Regions from separate parts of the Mus musculus genome. Here regions 1, 2, 3, 4 and 6 are each linked to region 5. The links are chromatin contacts, called in public ChIA-PET, HiChIP or PLAC-seq and promoter capture Hi-C maps. All regions are on one chromosome and are shown on one strand. The core of a region is the stretch at or near the end of the contact, and the rest is flanking DNA. Distances in the headings are between cores, read along the strand shown. Region 1 holds the start of Cela1 (chymotrypsin-like elastase family, member 1). Region 2 holds the start of Tmbim6 (transmembrane BAX inhibitor motif containing 6). Region 3 holds the start of Smagp (small cell adhesion glycoprotein). Region 4 holds the start of Tfcp2 (transcription factor CP2). Region 5 holds the start of Dip2b (disco interacting protein 2 homolog B). Region 6 holds the start of Pou6f1 (POU domain, class 6, transcription factor 1).

Region 1 (2,700 bases), core at 24-2,523, 650 kb before region 5:
TGCTTGAAGGTGAGCTGCAGATGGAGCCACTCAAGTTACCTGGGCATTGACTCTCCTGAAGGCTCAGGGGACAGATTTCCTATAAGCCTTTTCCCCAGCCTCTCCCAACCCTGCAGCCCCAAAACCTGGACTCCGGTTCAAAGGTAACTAGGGTCCCGGGGAAGCCTGGCAGCTTCTGAGCTACTGTTCCCACAGTCCTCTGCTCTGAGGCCGGCCATCTTGTGCCCCGCTCATGGCCCTCTATACTCTCTGGGGCATACCACCCTCTGACCTCCTTCTTCTGCTGGTCCTTCCCCTGCTGTGCTCTCAGCCCTCCTGCTCACATGCTCTTGCCCTGAGAGTAGCTTCCCTCTGGAACCTTTCCAGACCTGTTTCCTCTTCATAGCATCATCTTCGCTCTGTTCCTGGGTTTCAGCCTACATCTCTGTGCTGTGGACAAACCCATCTCCCTCTTTGGACATAGAGAAGGTGCCATGCCTCACCTGCTCCCCAAACCCCAATCCCTACGTGCACAGGACAGGTCTCTGTATGTATAGTGCCACAGTGGACAGTGGGACAGTGGTGGGTGATGGGAGAGATTCGGACAACACGGGGCACATATGACCAAAAAAAGCAATCCTCATTCTTCATCTTGAATTAAAAAAAAAAAAAAAAGATTTATTTATTTTATGTAAGTACACTGTAGCTGACTTCAGATGCACCAGAAGAGGGCATCAGATCCCATTACAGATGGTTGTGAGCCACCATGTGGTTGCTGGGAATTGAACTCAGGACCTCTGGAAGAGCAAGCAGTCAGTGCTCTTAACCTCTGAGCCATCTCTCCAGTCCCATTTTGAATTTTTTATTATTGTGTTTACCTATCTATGTGTTTGTGGTGTGTCCATGTGTGCATGAGGGCATGCGTGTGGCAAGCAGGGGACAACTCGCAGGAATCCATCCACTCTTCCACCATGTGAGTTGCGAGGATTGAACGTAGGTGGTCAGCTTGGTGGCAAACGGCTTCACCCTCTCAGCCATCTCGAAAGCCCGCTAAGGATTTGCAGGCTGCGTCTCAACTGAGGTCAACTCAGTTGACTTGGGTTAAGTGGATGCCGTCCTTGTTCTGTCTTTGAATATCAGATAAATGAGTTGACTTAAAATTTTGTTCATTTGTACTTTCATGTCACCTGCGCTTTTCCCTGCCTTCTACCCATGGCCCTGCCCAGCTGGCAGGAGGAAGGTCAGCAAAGCTGCTGATAAGAGGCGTATAAAGAGGGCTCGGTTCATGGCAAGGGGACAGTGGTCTACTCTCTCCACAACATGTTGCGCTTCCTGGTGTTTGCTTCCCTGGTCCTGTGTGGTAAGTGGATCATTTGGCCCAAGTTCTGAGGGAGGTGGACTTGAGCAGGGAGGATCATAAAGTCTCTACGCCCTGGCTGGCTTTCTATCTCAGAGGAAGGCAGAAAGCTGTGTCTGTCAGCCTAGCAAAAGCCTTACTCTCCTTGAGCAAAGGACAGGCGCTGAGGCGCACTGCCTGGCCTTGCAGGAGGTTGAGTCAAGAGGCAGAGAAGGAGCCCCTTGGGAGTTCCCCACCAGCCCTCTTGGCTGCAAGATGCCCAGACACTGCTTGATTGGATGCACACTGCTCCTGGAGAATCCTCCTGAAGCCCGGGAGGGGTTTCCTTCAGCTGAGCGGTGGCCTTGAGTGGGGGTGAGCCTAGGCACCAGTGGACCCTAGCTTAGTGGTTTGGGCAGGACTTTCATGGCAAGGGAAAATGACACCCCAGACACTTCAGACACCCCAGAGGAAAAGAAAGCACTCTGAGGCACTGTTTTCAAAAGAAGCAAAAGGGGCACAGATGACTCAGAACTGGCCCCTCAGTGTTTTGGGGGAGAGCAGTAAATCTGCAGACAAAGCTAACAGTCTTCACAGTGTAGCTGCCTCGCCCCACCCCCCACCCGGCCAGACCCACGCTTAGTCATCACTCGCTCTCTGCCCCACAAAGGACACAGTACCGAGGACGTTCCGGAAACTGACGCCCGCGTGGTTGGAGGGGCTGAAGCCCGGAGGAACTCTTGGCCGTCTCAGGTGGGTGTTGCTCTAGCCCAGGCTTTTACCCAAACAAAAGATGCTGTGCATCACACACCCCCAAAAATGTATTTTAGGTGTATATGTGTTTTTACCAGCAGGCAGCTCACTTGCTGTCTAATTCTAGATTTTAACCATGTGTGGAACAAGACTGAGGTGGGAGTCTAAATACAAAATGATTGGGGGCGGGGGATGAATTTATATACCAGTCTTGTGGTCATAGACTCTCAAACGTGTGTGTGTGTGTGTGTGTGTGTGTGAGAGAGAGAGAGAGAGAGAGAGAGAGAGAGAGAGAGAGAGAGAGAGACAGAGAGAGAGAGATAGAGAGAGAGAGAGACACACACAGAGAGAGACACAGAGACACAGAGACACAGACAAAGTGCCAGACTGCCACAGCACAGAAGGTTGCTAACCTTCCACCATGTTTGTGGCGTGGCCTTTCATGTTTCTGCCGCTCCGCTGTATGCTGCATACCATGCTGGTGCCAACCCCTCACCCGCCTCACTGAACTCCCCAAGCTTCTGGGTCACTCTCCGGTCTGCACCTCCCGCCTCACCAGAGAGTGCTGGGAACCCCAGATGCTTTCCACAGCATCCAGGCTTTTGTTTGTTGTTTGCTGACAGGGTCTTGCC
Region 2 (2,700 bases), core at 128-2,627, 650 kb after region 5:
CAGGCTGTGTTTCTCAAGGACTCCAGACACTCTCTACTAGGGGAAAACTGAGGGGAATCTAAATGTCCACTTGTTCAAGTCAAAGCAGAAAACAAATTAGACAATAAAGAAACACCAAAGAAAATAAATGTAGCAACTACTGACTTAAGTGTGTTAGCAGAAGGCATGAAAACGTGATTGGGCAATTCAGGGACTTCCTGAATCATACCTCTCTCTTAAGATACCCATACAGCCACAAGGTAAACCACATACAAATATTAATAAGTAACTACAAAGTCTGGCATTGACCTTCAGCCTTCAAATTCCTGTCTGTGTTTCAGGCAGTCAGCTCGTCCGAAGTGTTACACATTCACAGGTAGTTTGTGTAACTGGAGAGTCTCAAGTTCAAAGTGGTTTTGTTGTTTGGCCAACACAAGCCTGGTTGGACAGGCAAAGCAACCTGGCCTGGCACCAGACAACTTGTTTTTGTTTTTGTTGTTTAAAAAAAAAGAAAAGGAAAGAAACGAAGGCAGGCAAGCCAAAGCCTACTTATCAGTCAGTCCAAGAAAAACAGTACCCATCGCCGCCCTTCCGGGGCAGACTCTGGAACTCACCCAGGGTTCAGGACGAAGCAATCAAGGCCACCTCACCTGTCCAGAGGCAACCAATCAGATCAGAGTGGGGCTGCTCCGTGGGCCTGGGGAGCCAGGCTAAGCCCGGGGCTTCTCACCTCGGCCTCTACCATTGGCTTCTAAGTAACTAAGGAATCTCGAGTGTCATAAAGAAGTGTGACATCACCTGGCCCGCCGTGACAGGGCAGCCTTATAACCAGGCCTACCTCAAGTCCCCAACCCCGACGGCTCACCCAGGCGAGGCAGAGGAACCCGAGAAGGAACAGCCGAGAGGCGATCGCAGGGTGGGGCGGGGTGACCACAACGACACAGCTTTCTCTTTCGTTTACCTCAAAGTCAGGGGTGGGGGACCCGTCCCGAATTCAAGCCCTGAACTCGGCTGAGGGTGGAAGGGACGCAAGCGAGGGTCGCTAAGAGGCCTGCCTTCGCCACAGACACAGGTCCAACTGCCCGGGAGACCCCGCAGACTCGCCCCCGCCGGCGCTGCTGCGCATGCGCGGCATTAGTTCCTCCGCGTCCCTCCCCGCCCAGCTTTCCTTCGATCTCGACGCAGAACAGGCCGGGTTGCCTAAGGAGCTGATCCGTCCGAAAACGGAAGCTACTACCCTCTCCCGCGCTTGCTCCCTCCCTATCCCTCACTCCGGGTTTGCCCGATCCTAGTTTCGCACGTACCTTCTCAGCCCACCTCTCCGGAGCTTCCCTGCTCTGCTAAAACCGGATGTGCTCTGAGTCTCCGGGGGTTGGCGCTGGAAGTCTACCCACACCCGCCCCCTAGGGAAACCCCGCCCTCAGACCTGCCCAGGCGAGTTCTCATTGGCCCCCGGCTGCACTGCTCCTGTCCGTTATCTGCACGTTCATAAACAGCAGCCGCTTTCGTCAGAGTCATTGGCTAATACCCCTGTCAATCAAGACTGTAGCCACCAACCCGCACCTTAGCAATAGGCCTCCGCCTTCTTCCCCCTACATAGGAAGGATGGACGTCGGGCTTCAGACCCATGGAGTAGGAAAAGTGAAATGGGGCGTGTCAGGCTTAGACCGTTGTCATGTGAGACCACCCACCCATGACACTAAAATGTCCCAAGATGCTGGTTTTAAGCCTCTCATGGGATGGTAATGAAGGAAAGCGAGGCAGCTCTCCCTGGGATCTCTGTTTTGTTTTTTGAGACAGGGTTTCTCTGTCCTGGCCTTCCTGGAACTCACTCTGTAGACCAGTCTCTTAAGTGCTGGGATTAAAGACATACGCCACCGACACCCGGCTTTCTCGAGACCTTTTAACATTGAATATAATGGCGCTTACGCTTCAGAGCACCTTTGAAGGGCCAGCCATTCTACAGGGACCCAGGGACCCCAGCCTGGAGGGTCTGAGGCTACCCGGTAGCTCAGGAGCCCCAAGCAAACTGGCTACAGAGACCACAACCACCTGCATGGAAGTGAGTGGTTTTTGGTAGTTACCCAAGGCCCTGCAAGTCAGGTGTAACGGCCTCAAAGACCTGGTCTTGCAATCCTAACCAGCTCTTTAGAGACCTGGCCAAGGGCGGTCAAAGAGCAGGTGGTTCCCTGGCTCGCCACGTCCCTTAGGGCGTGTTCCCTAGTTGGAGCATAACCTAGTTGGAAGGAGCTGTGAAGCTAATTTTAAAAGAGAGAAAAAAACCAAAAACCAGGAGCCTTTATTTTCTTATTTTTATTTTTTGTGGCCTATGCTTTTAAAAATCAATTTCACAACTCATTAGTACTGTCTGAAATCACAAGTATAGAATGGGTTCCAGCTGGATCCTGGGTAGTTGAGGGCTGCATGCTGAATTAGGGCCCTGAAGGACTCCAGAGTGAGGCAGCCTGAGGAGTGTGTAGAGGAAAGGTGGAAGACCATCTGAGCCTCTCAGTTCTGCTTCCAGCAAAGCCCTTAGGGCTGACCATGGTTTGGGCCAAGGTAACTTTTACCTACTACACACTCAGGAGGTAGAGGCGAGCAGATCGCTGGTCTGAGAGCAGCCTGGTCTATAGAACGAGTTCCAGAACAGCCAGAAATACCCAGAGAAAGCACGGAGAAACGGGGTTGGGGGTTGGGCAGATCAGAGACAGAGACACTAGA
Region 3 (2,700 bases), core at 146-2,645, 600 kb before region 5:
GGCCCAGACATCATCCAGGAAAAAGGCAAGGACACAGAACACGGCCACCCCAGTAGAAGCACAAGGAAGCCAATAAAGCCAGGCGAAGATAAATGTCACCTGTCTCTTGTCTGCCCTGAGGTCCCTAGAGGTCTGTTGACAAAAGCATGGCTGCTTCAGTTTCCGAGGCTTAAGTTTCACTCTTGGAGAAGACTGGCTGTCCATGTGAGACCGTGTCCATCATCGATTCACTTGACTCCTTATGGAGGTCTGACACAGACGCATCCTGAGTCCCTGCTCCCCAGACTCTGGACAGTGTTGACAGGCTGCGTCTGGGTATAGACTGGGTGTCATGTGCCAACCTGTCGTGCCAGCAATACCAAAGCTGAGGCAGTGGGTCCTAACCTGAGGCCAGCTTGTGGTTTCTGGGAAACTCAGTTGTTAGCTTTACAAGGCAGTTAGGTATCTTCACTGACTAAGCTTTCTCATCAGCCCCAGCAAAGTTTTAAGTGAGCCTGCCGGTGCCGGTGGAGGCCAGAAGAGGGCATCAAGATCTCCTGAAACTGAATCACAGGACGTTGTGAACTACTGGGAGCCTTTCTCCAGCTAACCCCTCTCCCCCCCTCCCCCGCCCCCCAAAGCAACTTTTAAAGGTTATATTTTAAAGAAAAAAAAAAAAAAAGACATGAAAGCCAAGTGTGGTTGGTCAGGTCCGACCCTCAGTGAGCTACCCAGGTAACCTGGCCAGTGTTTTTTGAGCACATTATCATGTGCTAGGTGAGGTTCTAGGCAACTCATTGGAGCTCCGCAATAACCCTAACCCTGAGTTCACACAGCTTTGCCCAAAGAATCAGAAGTAACCTGCGCTAGCTTACACAGCGGGACCACCTCCAGAGCCTGTTATATAGAATTATTGCCTCTTAGTCAACGAGTTCCTCTAGTTAATTTGGGAGCATTTCCTGTCACTGACGTGAGTCCAACTGCTGCTAAAGTACAGCACTGATGAATATTTAAATCAAGGCGCTTGCCTCGGGCTAGGACCAAGGCTGTAAAACGGCCTTACGGGAATTGCCACTTTCAGTCCCCATTTTAGGGATGAGGAAACCGACTACTGAGGTGTTCAGGAATGTGCCCACAGCCACCCAGCTGGCAAGCACTTACGCTGGAGCTTTTAATCCTAAACAGCCCACAGCCACACCTCCTACCCTCTCCACGCTCCACCGCCTCCTGGGAAGGTCGCACGCGGAAGGTCCAGGTGGCCCCGGGAGGTGCTCGGCTAAGTCGCCCCGAAGTCGCGGACTCCAGAGGGCCCACGCGTGACTGAGCTCCCGCGGGACACGCCCCTCGCTCGCCCTACAGCTGGCGCTGCCGACCCCGGCCGAGCCCGGCACGGGGGCGGAGCGGCTCCGGACAGTGGCCTTTCCTCCCGGGGGAACCTGCTGAGGGCGGCCCCGAGCTCCTTCCTGTCCCTCCCACCGCGGTCCGGGCTCGGCGGCCGCTCGGCGCGGGGTCCCGGGCGCGGCTCCGGCGACTCTCGGCCGCTCCCACCCCGGCGAGTTCAAAAGGACGCGCGGCGCCCGGCCCTGCCCGCCCGTCGGACTGGAAAGGTGAGCGCGCTGCGCGGAAGCCCGGAGCCCGCACTCGGCCGCCGCGCGCCTGCGACCTGACCCGCACGGGTACTGCGCGGCTGCAGGGACACTCGACGGCCAGGGCGCGGGCCCGGGGCACGCGGGATCCCCGGGGAGCGGGGCGCACCCAGCGGACGGCTCGGCGGGGCTCCTGGCCCTGGAAGCCCAGGTAATGCAGGTGGCTAAGGGACCCGGATCGCTCATGGGCGCAACCGGGCCGACCCTTGCTTAACTTTCCCAGGCCTGGGGAAAGGGTCACCAACGCCACCCATTCCCCGACCCTGCGACCAGGGTCAGCTCTTGGGGGAAGGATTTGTTTATGGAAGCTGATTAGAACCGAAAGGAAGAGAGTGGATATATCCAGGGGAAGGGACTCGGGGAAAACCTGGCGCCCGAGGCTCTCCTGGGATCTACAAGCCCTGCGACCTCAGGAGCCCGTCCACCTCATTCTTGTCCGTCCTTCTTCCCACAGATCTGACCCTACGAAATAGCCTGCCCTCAGCAACGATGAACAACCTACCGGCCACACCTTCTCCTGAAGGTAGGTGATGAAAGTTATGGAGTAGGGGGGCTGTTTAAGAATTCCCACCCCAGAACAGGTCTTGGAATTCCGCGAGGCCTCACTCAGTGTAGACTGGAAGACTCACCCATCCCCACCCCACTCCACCCCACCCTACCCCTACCAACCCGCTGTCGGGCCTCACGCAGGAAAAAGCTCCAAGAAAACAGAATTCAACTTCAGTGTGCCCTTTTGCGCTATTTTATTCTCAAGTCTGGACCGGACCAATTCCAAGCACTGCGAGTCACCTGGGTTTAGGAAGTTCTTTGATGCCCAAAGGAGCCATTTTTACATTCACCCCAGTAGTTAAGTAAAGGAGAAAGGGAATCTTCTAAAGATAACCGGGAGGACTCGTGATGTCGCTTAATTGGTAGAGAACTTGAGATGAAACCCATTTTGATGGCTTGTGCCTGCAGTCCCTGCAACTTGGGACGTAGAGGCGGGAGTACCAGAAACTCAAGGTTATCCTCAGCTAAATAGTGAATTTAAGTCTAGCCTGGGCTAGAGGGATGTGGGGTGTGTTTAAAAATTCTA
Region 4 (2,700 bases), core at 196-2,695, 510 kb before region 5:
TCTGCCTCCTAGATTCAGGGATTAAAGATGTAAGCCACCATACCAAGTCATTTCCCTATCTCTCCTGAGGTAGAAACTCAGTGGGAGAAGTAGTTATATACAAATCTAAGTCAAAGCAGACTATAAGGATATTGTGTTGGCATACAGAACGAAGCACACTTCCACAGACAGGGGATGTCTTTGGCCGGCAGAGGCATGTTTATCATGACAATTTAGTTCTAGCCTTACCTTTCTGTTTGGTAAAATAAGTGACATTTACCTTTAGAATTTTTTTTTTTTTAAGATGGGAGGCAGAGGCAGGCAGATCTTTTGACTTCAAGGCCAGTCTGGTGACCTAAGGACCCTAGTGGTATACAGAGTTCCAAGACAGCCCAGGCGACAAAAAGAACCCTGTCTCAACAAACGAGCAAACAATGACTAGAGATGCTAGGTAGACCTGGCTGTTATGGAAATTGCTATGTAGTCTAGACTGTTCTTGAACTTGTGGAGATCCTTCTGCCTCAGCCTACTGAGTGCTAGGTTTTTAGGAACACACAATGCCCTTTTAGGAAGGGATTACAACCCTGTCTTGAGGACTTCTGCAATACTGTTCATAGCATACAGGTATTTTGCCCGTGCTTAATTTTAAAAATGGCCGTAATTAATCCTCAGGAGCAAGGTGGAGGAGGTATGATTTCACCTCCTGCTCCAGGGTCTTCATTATCTAGCCCTGGCTCACCTGGAAATCAGATCTGCCTGCCTCTGTCTCTGGAGTGCTGGGATCAAAGGCATGAACCACTATGCCTGGCTATGGTTGTTCTTGATTTACAGTTTAGTAAATTCAATCTCTTGGAGAATACTCTTAAGTTATCATACTATAAATAAAGATGCCAGCTCTGACTTTGCTCTGCAGATTTTTCCCCAACACTCATTCATCATTGCCTAAAACAAACAAAAACAAAACATCAAAGAACCAACCAAACAGAAACAAAACAACAAGCAAGGTGTAGTGTGCACGCTTTTGATCCTAGCACTCAGGCTGGGGGTGTGGATCTCTCAGTTCTGGGTCAGCTAAAGTTACCTAAAGACCCCGTCTGAACATCAACAAAAACCCCAATAGTTTTCCCTGTTTCCTGCGCGAATGCCTTAGGGAGAAGGGTGAAGATAAGGGAAGGCAAATGGGGAGAGTTTAGGACTGGACACACGGGAACGAAAGTCCCTCCGGGAATGGGAGCGGGAAGCGGAAAGATAGAACCGCAGTTCTGCTCTACTGTCAGGACCGAGAGCCTGCGACCCGGGTTCACGCCTAAGCACTGAGCCCGCCCACTACTCCGGGGGCGGAAGCCTTCGCGTCGATAGCCTATCACCGCTGCGAAGACAGAACCAGTCTCTTCTTCATTGGTAGATGGATGGTGACGTTGCGCCATGGCCGTAGCGGACGTCCTGATTGGTTGGCGCTGGGGGCGGGTTTGCGCTTCGAGTCTGCGCCGAACTTTCGCTGTCCACGCTTCCAGGCGGTCGTGGTGGCTAAGGAGGGTGTGGGGACGGCTCGGAGGAACCCTGGGTTTGTGCTGAGAGCGGAGTGGGGGGGCGGGGAGAAGAATCGGTGACCGGAAGTTATCTGGTTGACCGGAAGCGAGGCCTGAGGGAAAGTGCGGATGCCCGGAGGGAGGAGCTTTCCACCTAGGGGGGCGGAGGGGACGCTCGGAGCGCCCGGTGTCCTGCGCGTCTCCGCTTTGAGGCTGAGCGGAGGACGCCGAGCGACCGACCGGTGGGCTTCAGAGAGCCCGAGTCCGGCTGAGCTCCGGCGGGACCTGGTGCCTCACGATCCCGAGAGCCGAACGGGAGGGATTCCTGTCACCGGGGCTCCCGAGGAGTAGCCAGGGTGCAGCCCGTAGGTCAGGCTTGGGGCGCTGCGCGAGGAGCTGGGTTTGTAGCTGACTTCCACTGTGCTGTCTGCCGGGTAGAGTTACGCTCCGCGCCTTTGTACAGGAGCCGGCGCCTGTTGGGGCAAGGAAGGAGCCGGGATGGCCTGGGCTCTGAAGCTGCCGCTAGCCGACGAAGTGATCGAGTCGGGGCTTGTGCAGGACTTTGATGCTAGCCTGTCCGGCATTGGCCAGGAACTGGGTGCTGGTGCTTATAGTATGAGGTGAGTGAGATGCCTCCCAGACCTTACCTTCTTAATAACAAAGGCAGGATCTTGAAAGGTGGGAGGGCGGCTGTACAGTTTAAGAGAACAGCCTGCAGCTTGGTGGGCAGATTACCCCCCCCCTTACACCTCCCTACCTCCCCCATCCTCTGGTTTGAGTAGTAGTGGTATGGGAGGACAGGAAAGACTCTAGAGTCAACTCTGTAGGGCCCTTGCATCCAGATGGTGTAGGAGACTTGGACACTGACTGTATGCTTGGGTATGTCTGGATTCACGTGAAGAAGGGGCAGTTGAGGGATATCTAAAGAAGTCCGGCAGCTGGGAACTGAGGTTCAAGGTTGACGACTTGTTGGGAAGAGATGGGATACCTTGGACAAGAAGTCCACAGACAGCTGTCTCTTACAACAGACTTGTTTTAAGGTTTTCTTCCAGGGTTCCTGTCTTTGGAAACTTGAGCTGAGAATGTCTAAAAAGTGACAAAGAGGCGCACGCCTTTGATCCCAGCACTCGGGAGGCAGAGGCAGGCGGATTTCTGAGTTCGAGGCCAGCCTGGTCTACAGAGTGAGTTCCAG
Region 5 (2,700 bases), core at 102-2,601:
GGTGAAAAGATCACCACCCTACACATTGGGAAAGCCTTAAAGGGTTATTAAAATTAATTATTTCCTTCAATCGAGTAAGATCTGTGACACTCAAACGCACTTCTGGCTTTTCACTATAAGTGATTCTCAAAAAGGTTTGAAAAAGCCCAGTGTCGTGACAAGTTAACAAAAAGTCGGAACTAGAACGCTCCTGGGAACTTGATCACATTCCTTACTCTTTTCCAATCAACAGTTTTTAGTGAACTTGAAAAATACTGGGGAGGGTCTTTGGCAAGGAATTCAACAATATGCAACTCTGGAGACATCAGCGAAGTGTACGGAAACCAAGCGCGGAGAAAATGCTGCTTTTGTTCAGAGGCCGCCTGCGATAAAAACAGGAACTTTACAGAGAAGCTGATCTCCACAGCACATTCGCCTGACCACATGCCCACAGCCGGCATTGAGGTCCTCATTGTTATCCAAGGCACTTCTCTTGTAACAGAGCCCAGATTTAGTCCATGTTTGAAATTATCTACACAAACCCAACCCTCCCTGTACCAATCCATTGTCAAAAGAAAGAGGGTGCCGGCCAGGATTTGCATGTACCCGGTAGCCACCTCTACAAAGACTCCAAAAGGTGACCAGATAGGAAAACCTAGACTGAATGCAGGTGGCAAGAAAAGCCTGCTGCTCCCAAGGACAGAGGCGGTCTAGAGGCAGCGGATCGGGGGGTCTCTGGGTTAGCGCCACCGCTTCCGACCTCCCTCGGACCCTCAATGGCTCCCCCGCTCCTTTCTCACGCCTGTCACTGGTGAGGCACCTCGCATTGTTAGAGAAGCAGGAAGACGTGCAGCTGCGGCGTCCCCCTGCGCCTCGTTCTGAAGCCGGAGCGAGGGGACAGGCGAGCGGCCCTTCGGGAGCAAGGCAGCAGAGGGGCAAGGTGTCAGCCGGAGGGCGCAGCTTTGTCTCCAGCTGACCCGTCCCCGGGTCCTGCGGGGCCCCCCAGGGACAACAATGAAAGCCCAGCCGCGCTTCGCGGGTGGGGAGCGGCGAGCCCCGCCAGCCCAGCCGCCCACAGGCCGCCGCCCGCTCGCCCGCTCGCCCGGCCCGCCGCGCGCTCGCCTACCCTCAGACAGCTCCAGCTCCAGCTCAGCCAGCTGCGCCCGCACCTCGGGGGGCAGCGCGGCCACCGCGGCCGGCGACGGCTCCAGGCCTCGCTCCGCCATCGCGGCTGCGCCAGCCACACTCCGGAAGACGAGAGGGGGCCGAAGGAGGGACGGACTGACGCGGGCCCACACCCCGGCTACAGGATCCGGCTCCAGCCGCCGAGAGCCGCCGGCGCTGCCGCTGCCGCCGCCGCCGCCGCCGCCATGAGCGAGGGTCACGTGAGCGTGCGGCCCCGCCCCCCGGCCTGGAGCTCGTCCCGCCCCGGAGACGCAGGACGGGCGTGGCTACAGCGCCCTCTACCGCGGATCTTGGAGAGCGCAGGCTGCCGTCGCCTGCTCTGCTCTCCTTGGGAAGATGCGGCACCTGCTGCATATGACGCCTACCTTCCACAAACTCTCAAGCAAGAGGACTCCGGGACGTTGCCCTTACTTCTTCCAGTCCCTCTCACTCGGGAGAGCATGCATCTGTCATGTCTTTTCCCCCATTTTCCCTGATGGACCTGCCTACAGGCCACATCCTTCATCTACCCCAGATTCTGGATTATGCCTGCCAACAACTCTTTGATTTCTTTTTCGGTGCTTCTTGTAATCCCAGCACTCAGGAGGTGGAAACCGGAGGATCTGAAGTTCAAGGTCATTCTCTCCTCAGTGAGAGCCAGCCTGGGCTACATGAGACCTGTCTCAAAACACAAGAAAAAAGATCACAGTCGAACTTGCTTCATCTTGCCTTGACTCCTAAAGACTTATAAAAAGAACTTCTGTGGGAATAGGGGTTGGGGACATGGTTTCATTGTTACAATCGCTGGCTGCTTCTGCAGAAGGCCTAAGCTCAGTTCTCAGCACTGGGCGTCTAATGCCAGCTTGAGGACCTCTGCAGACCTCTACACACACGGCTACATACACCGCATTCGGTATAATGGTGCACGCCTTTTATCCCAGCACACAAGAGGCAGAAGCAGGCTAATCTCTGAGTTTGAGGCCAGCCTGGTCTACATAGTGAATTCCTATTCAGCCAGGGCTACACAGTTAAGACCCTGTCTGGAGGAGCGAGGAACGGAGAGGGGAGGGGGAGGAGAGGAAGAGGAAGAGGAAGAGGAAGGGGAAGAGGAAGGGGAAGGGGAAGAAGAGGAGGAGGAGGAGGAGGAGGAGGAGGAGGAAGAAGAAGAAGAAGAAGAAGAAGAAGAAGAAGAAGAAGAAGAAGAAGAAGAAGAAGAAGAAGAAGAAGAAGAAGAAGAAAGAAAGAAAGAAAGAAAGACATCTCTTTATGCAGTCTTGCCTGACCTGGAACTCTCTACTCAACCGACAAAGGACAAAGATCCACTTTCATCTGCCTCCTTGCTGAGTGTTGGAATCAAAGACGTGCCCTAGCTTGATGGGGAGTTGGGGATAGCTTTTTTTTTTTTTTTTTTAGCCACCTCAGTATGTAACCTATATGTAGTCCAAAAGTACTCATTCTAGTTTAGTATATATAAGGAAGGCCAAAAAAAAAAAATCCCTGTATTCTTTTTCCCCTCTTTTATTATTATTATTTTCTTTATTTACATTTCAAATTTTA
Region 6 (2,700 bases), core at 69-2,568, 560 kb before region 5:
TGCTGCCTCTCCAGCAGCCGGTCCTACAGGTGGGACGGTGCCCGGCTCAGGCTACCTCTGTTTGTAAAACTAAACTGTATCGTTTGCCTAGACCGCAAATGGATGGACGCGCTGGGATAAAACCCCAAGCTTTCTGGTTCTTGACCCTTTAGTTAGTCTCACCCGCAGTGCCTCCTCCATGGCCCCAGGAAAACAGCGGACAGCCCAGCTCTGCGGCACCAGTAGCCAGCATGATGCAGGCAGCCTGGAGTGTACCTGTTGGTCAAACCCAGCCGATGCTGCTCCCCTCTCCTCCTGAGTGTGTGCTTCCACTGGAGACGTTTAAGGGACTGTCTGGCAAGGGCTCTACAGTTCATCATTTCTCCTATTGCTGCTTCTGCACGGCCTACCGAGATCATCCTAGACCACGGAAGCACGGGTGTGGGGTGAGGGCGAAGAGGGAAACACTGTTGGGAATCCACTTGGCTGCGTTGATAACGCTCTTCTCTGGTGACTCCCTTCATTCTTTCTCGCTCTCCTGGTCTTCCTTCTTTTGTCCATTATGTCCCAAACCTTCGTTCCCCTGGCCCCTAATCGGCCTCTGAGTCTCCCTCTACCTTCAAAAGTCAGTAGATATAACAAACCCTCCCCACCATCACGGTCCCCAAAACAGTGGCTTGTTTTTCTCCATCGCGTCAAACTTTGCCTTTCTTTTCACACCTTCGTGTGCTGCTTGACTAGCCCGCAGGCTGCAGGTGGGACCCCGCCCCTCCTGAAGGTGGGAAAGCGAGCTAGCTCAGCAGAGCGTCCGGGACCCTGGTCCCTCTGGGATGTGCACAGCTGCTCCGGAGACCCTGAGCCTTAGTGACGTCCGAGTTCCCTCTCCTTTACGGCCTAGAGGACAGACGTGAACTTGAGGTTGGCCGTTGAGAAGGGCAGTTGACCACCAGAGAGTCACGGTTGTCACTGCTCAATCCTCGGCTGAAGGGAAGGCGACACGGGGTCCCCTATCGAGACTCCAGTCCTGCTCTCCAAGGGGGCTGAGTCAAGCGGCCCCACAGGCCCTGGGTCCCAGTCCCCGCGAGGCCTGGGGTTCCTACCCACCCCCACGCGCAGCTCGCAGCTTCCCAGACCCCCCCTCCTTTTCCTGACCGCCGCCCCCGGCGGCTGGCGCGGGAGGTGCAGCATGCGGCAAAGCGCTTTGCATAAATTATGCTCATGACGCAGCAGCTAAAAAAATCCAAGTAGCAGAAGGAGGGAAAGGGGGGGAGGGAGGAGGGGGCGAGGAGGGGACTGCACCTGGCCGCCCCCGCCCCCGGCGTCCCGGCCCGTGCGTGGCCCGCAACCCACCGCCGCTCCGCTCTGCCAGCCCCGGCGGGGGGCTCAGGGGGCGGCGGGTCCCGAGTGGCTCCGGGCCGAGCGAGCCGGGCCGAGCCGCTCCGGCTTCTTTGTCTGCGGGCGGCCGCCCCGGCCGCGGCCCCCTGGCCCGGGCTGGGGGATGAGTGTCTAGCCGGTGGCCGCTGGGCAGCCGGGGAGCGGGAGGCTGGGCTTCGGGCTCCGGTGAGTAGCGGGGTCCGGGGCGGGGAGGGCTTTGCACGGAGGGGGAGGGGGCCGGGCAGGGGAGGTTTCGAATTTGGTTAATATGCAATGCCCGTAATTAGCATAATTTATATATTTATGATAAAGAGAGAAAAAGGCGCGGGGCCGGGGCGGCGGGCTGCGGCCCCGGAGGCTGGAGCTCTGGGAGTCGAGGGCCGCGCTCTGCCCACCTGGGGCCGCAGACCCCGGGCCGCACCCTGGTCTCCGGTCCCCGCGGACACTCGAGGAGGGGCGGCCGCTTGGGTGGACGCCCTGCCCTGGTGGGGGGCGGGGTGTCGGGGAGAGGCACGTAGAGTCCTGGATCCCGGGACGCTTGGGTTCCCTGGCGACCTGTCACCGCTACTCCGGAGAAAGGGCTGGTGGGACTCTGGGGGGCAGAGACCTCGCTGTCACTGGAAGGATGGGGGAATGGTGGGAGGGTCACCGTCGATCAGAGCGTGAGCACTTCATAAATATTTAATGACAGTATTAGTATTAATAATGTCATAAAACGGGCCCACTATCTCCTCCCGGGACATTTGCACCTGGCAAGGCTGAGGGATCTCCAGAGTGGCTTCTAAGCCACTTCAGCGCTAAGATCGCCTCCTCGGGCTTGGGTGGGAAGCCTGAAACCTTTACAGAGTAGTCGCTGCAGCTGGGCAGGAGAAAATGAAAGCCTGCTCAAAAGCTTCCCTAGGCCAAAGACAGGAAGCTCCTAGCAGACACAGAGACTGTAGCCTGTTGGCTCCCTGGCATTCCTTGCTCACAAAATAGAAGGCGGGGCCCCCAGTTCCATGCATATATACCCGTCGCTTTGGTAATCTACGACAGTCAACACTGCAAACCGGCATGCTGGGCGTGTATTCCGTTTTGATTGAAGTTTGTGAGCAGGATATTTCTGTGACTCGGGGGCCTCTTTACATATGTAAAGCAGAATCACATTCATTCCTTCTATGGTACTTCAATAAAAAAAAATCAGTGTGCGAGAGCCGCACTCAGACAAAGCCCCACCTGTCCTGGAAGGAGCAAGACAAACAAACTCGGAAAAAAACAAAAAAAAAAAAATCAGATCAGGTAAAGCCAGAGAGAGAGAAACAGAGAAGACACGCTGGTTTCTGTTTCTTCCTAGAGGCACTAACTATT

Evidence for each region. Promoter capture Hi-C pulls out the DNA fragments that hold promoters and counts their contacts. ChIA-PET counts read pairs in DNA pulled down with a chosen protein or histone mark. HiChIP or PLAC-seq counts read pairs in DNA pulled down with a chosen protein or histone mark.
Region 1: a contact with region 5 is called in a promoter capture Hi-C map of 3T3-L1-derived adipocytes, with 2.6 times the contacts expected there. The contact joins the promoter of Cela1 here to the promoter of Dip2b in region 5. A contact is called at or near these places in 10 of 39 promoter capture datasets (the 3T3-L1 cell line, 3T3-L1-derived adipocytes, embryonic stem cells and 6 more), 1 of 15 datasets of contacts at CTCF or cohesin (embryonic stem cells), 8 of 484 Hi-C or Micro-C datasets (the G1E-ER4 cell line, the N1E-115 cell line, cerebellum and 3 more), 5 of 115 datasets of contacts at active chromatin or transcription factors (embryonic stem cells, large pre-B cells, pro-B cells and 1 more) and 3 of 9 other capture datasets (embryonic stem cells, liver and pancreatic islet).
Region 2: a FOXA1 HiChIP or PLAC-seq map of pancreatic cancer cells shows a contact between it and region 5. The contact joins the promoter of Tmbim6 here to the promoter of Dip2b in region 5. A contact is called at or near these places in 3 of 115 datasets of contacts at active chromatin or transcription factors (bone marrow-derived macrophages, memory CD8 T cells and pancreatic cancer cells).
Region 3: an H3K4me3 HiChIP or PLAC-seq map of stem cell-derived neural progenitor cells shows a contact between it and region 5, with 8 times the contacts expected there. The contact joins the promoter of Smagp here to the promoter of Dip2b in region 5. A contact is called at or near these places in 5 of 39 promoter capture datasets (embryonic stem cells, hippocampal neurons, liver and 2 more), 1 of 484 Hi-C or Micro-C datasets (embryonic stem cells) and 5 of 115 datasets of contacts at active chromatin or transcription factors (embryonic forebrain, embryonic stem cells, extraembryonic endoderm stem cells and 2 more).
Region 4: an RNA polymerase II ChIA-PET map of memory CD8 T cells shows a contact between it and region 5, with 207 read pairs. The contact joins the promoter of Tfcp2 here to the promoter of Dip2b in region 5. A contact is called at or near these places in 9 of 39 promoter capture datasets (the 3T3-L1 cell line, 3T3-L1-derived adipocytes, embryonic stem cells and 5 more), 3 of 115 datasets of contacts at active chromatin or transcription factors (memory CD8 T cells and stem cell-derived neural progenitor cells) and 1 of 9 other capture datasets (liver).
Region 6: a promoter capture Hi-C map of pre-B cells shows a contact between it and region 5, with 3 times the contacts expected there. The contact joins the promoter of Pou6f1 here to the promoter of Dip2b in region 5. A contact is called at or near these places in 3 of 39 promoter capture datasets (hippocampal neurons, pre-B cells and stem cell-derived epiblast-like cells), 1 of 15 datasets of contacts at CTCF or cohesin (embryonic stem cells) and 2 of 115 datasets of contacts at active chromatin or transcription factors (embryonic limb bud and embryonic stem cells).

What each region holds. Positions count from the first base shown.
Region 1 is chr15:100,686,493-100,689,192 of GRCm38.p6, reverse strand. It overlaps Cela1 (chymotrypsin-like elastase family, member 1), which reads left to right and starts at 1,273. Exons shown (of 8, transcript NM_033612.2): 1 at 1,273-1,339; 2 at 1,986-2,068. The coding sequence starts at 1,300.
Region 2 is chr15:99,391,624-99,394,323 of GRCm38.p6, reverse strand. It overlaps Tmbim6 (transmembrane BAX inhibitor motif containing 6), which reads right to left and starts at 1,377. Exons shown (of 10, transcript NM_026669.4): 1 at 1,284-1,377.
Region 3 is chr15:100,635,635-100,638,334 of GRCm38.p6, reverse strand. Smagp (small cell adhesion glycoprotein) reads left to right here and starts at 1,395. Exons shown (of 4, transcript NM_174992.4): 1 at 1,395-1,776; 2 at 2,080-2,148. The coding sequence starts at 2,115.
Region 4 is chr15:100,550,753-100,553,452 of GRCm38.p6, reverse strand. It overlaps Tfcp2 (transcription factor CP2), which reads left to right and starts at 1,445. Exons shown (of 16, transcript NM_033476.3): 1 at 1,445-1,543; 2 at 1,972-2,128. The coding sequence starts at 2,007.
Region 5 is chr15:100,037,315-100,040,014 of GRCm38.p6, reverse strand. It overlaps Dip2b (disco interacting protein 2 homolog B), which reads right to left and starts at 1,351. Exons shown (of 38, transcript NM_001159361.2): 1 at 1,106-1,351. The coding sequence starts at 1,205.
Region 6 is chr15:100,598,602-100,601,301 of GRCm38.p6, reverse strand. It overlaps Pou6f1 (POU domain, class 6, transcription factor 1), which reads left to right and starts at 1,318. Exons shown (of 11, transcript NM_001304965.1): 1 at 1,318-1,539.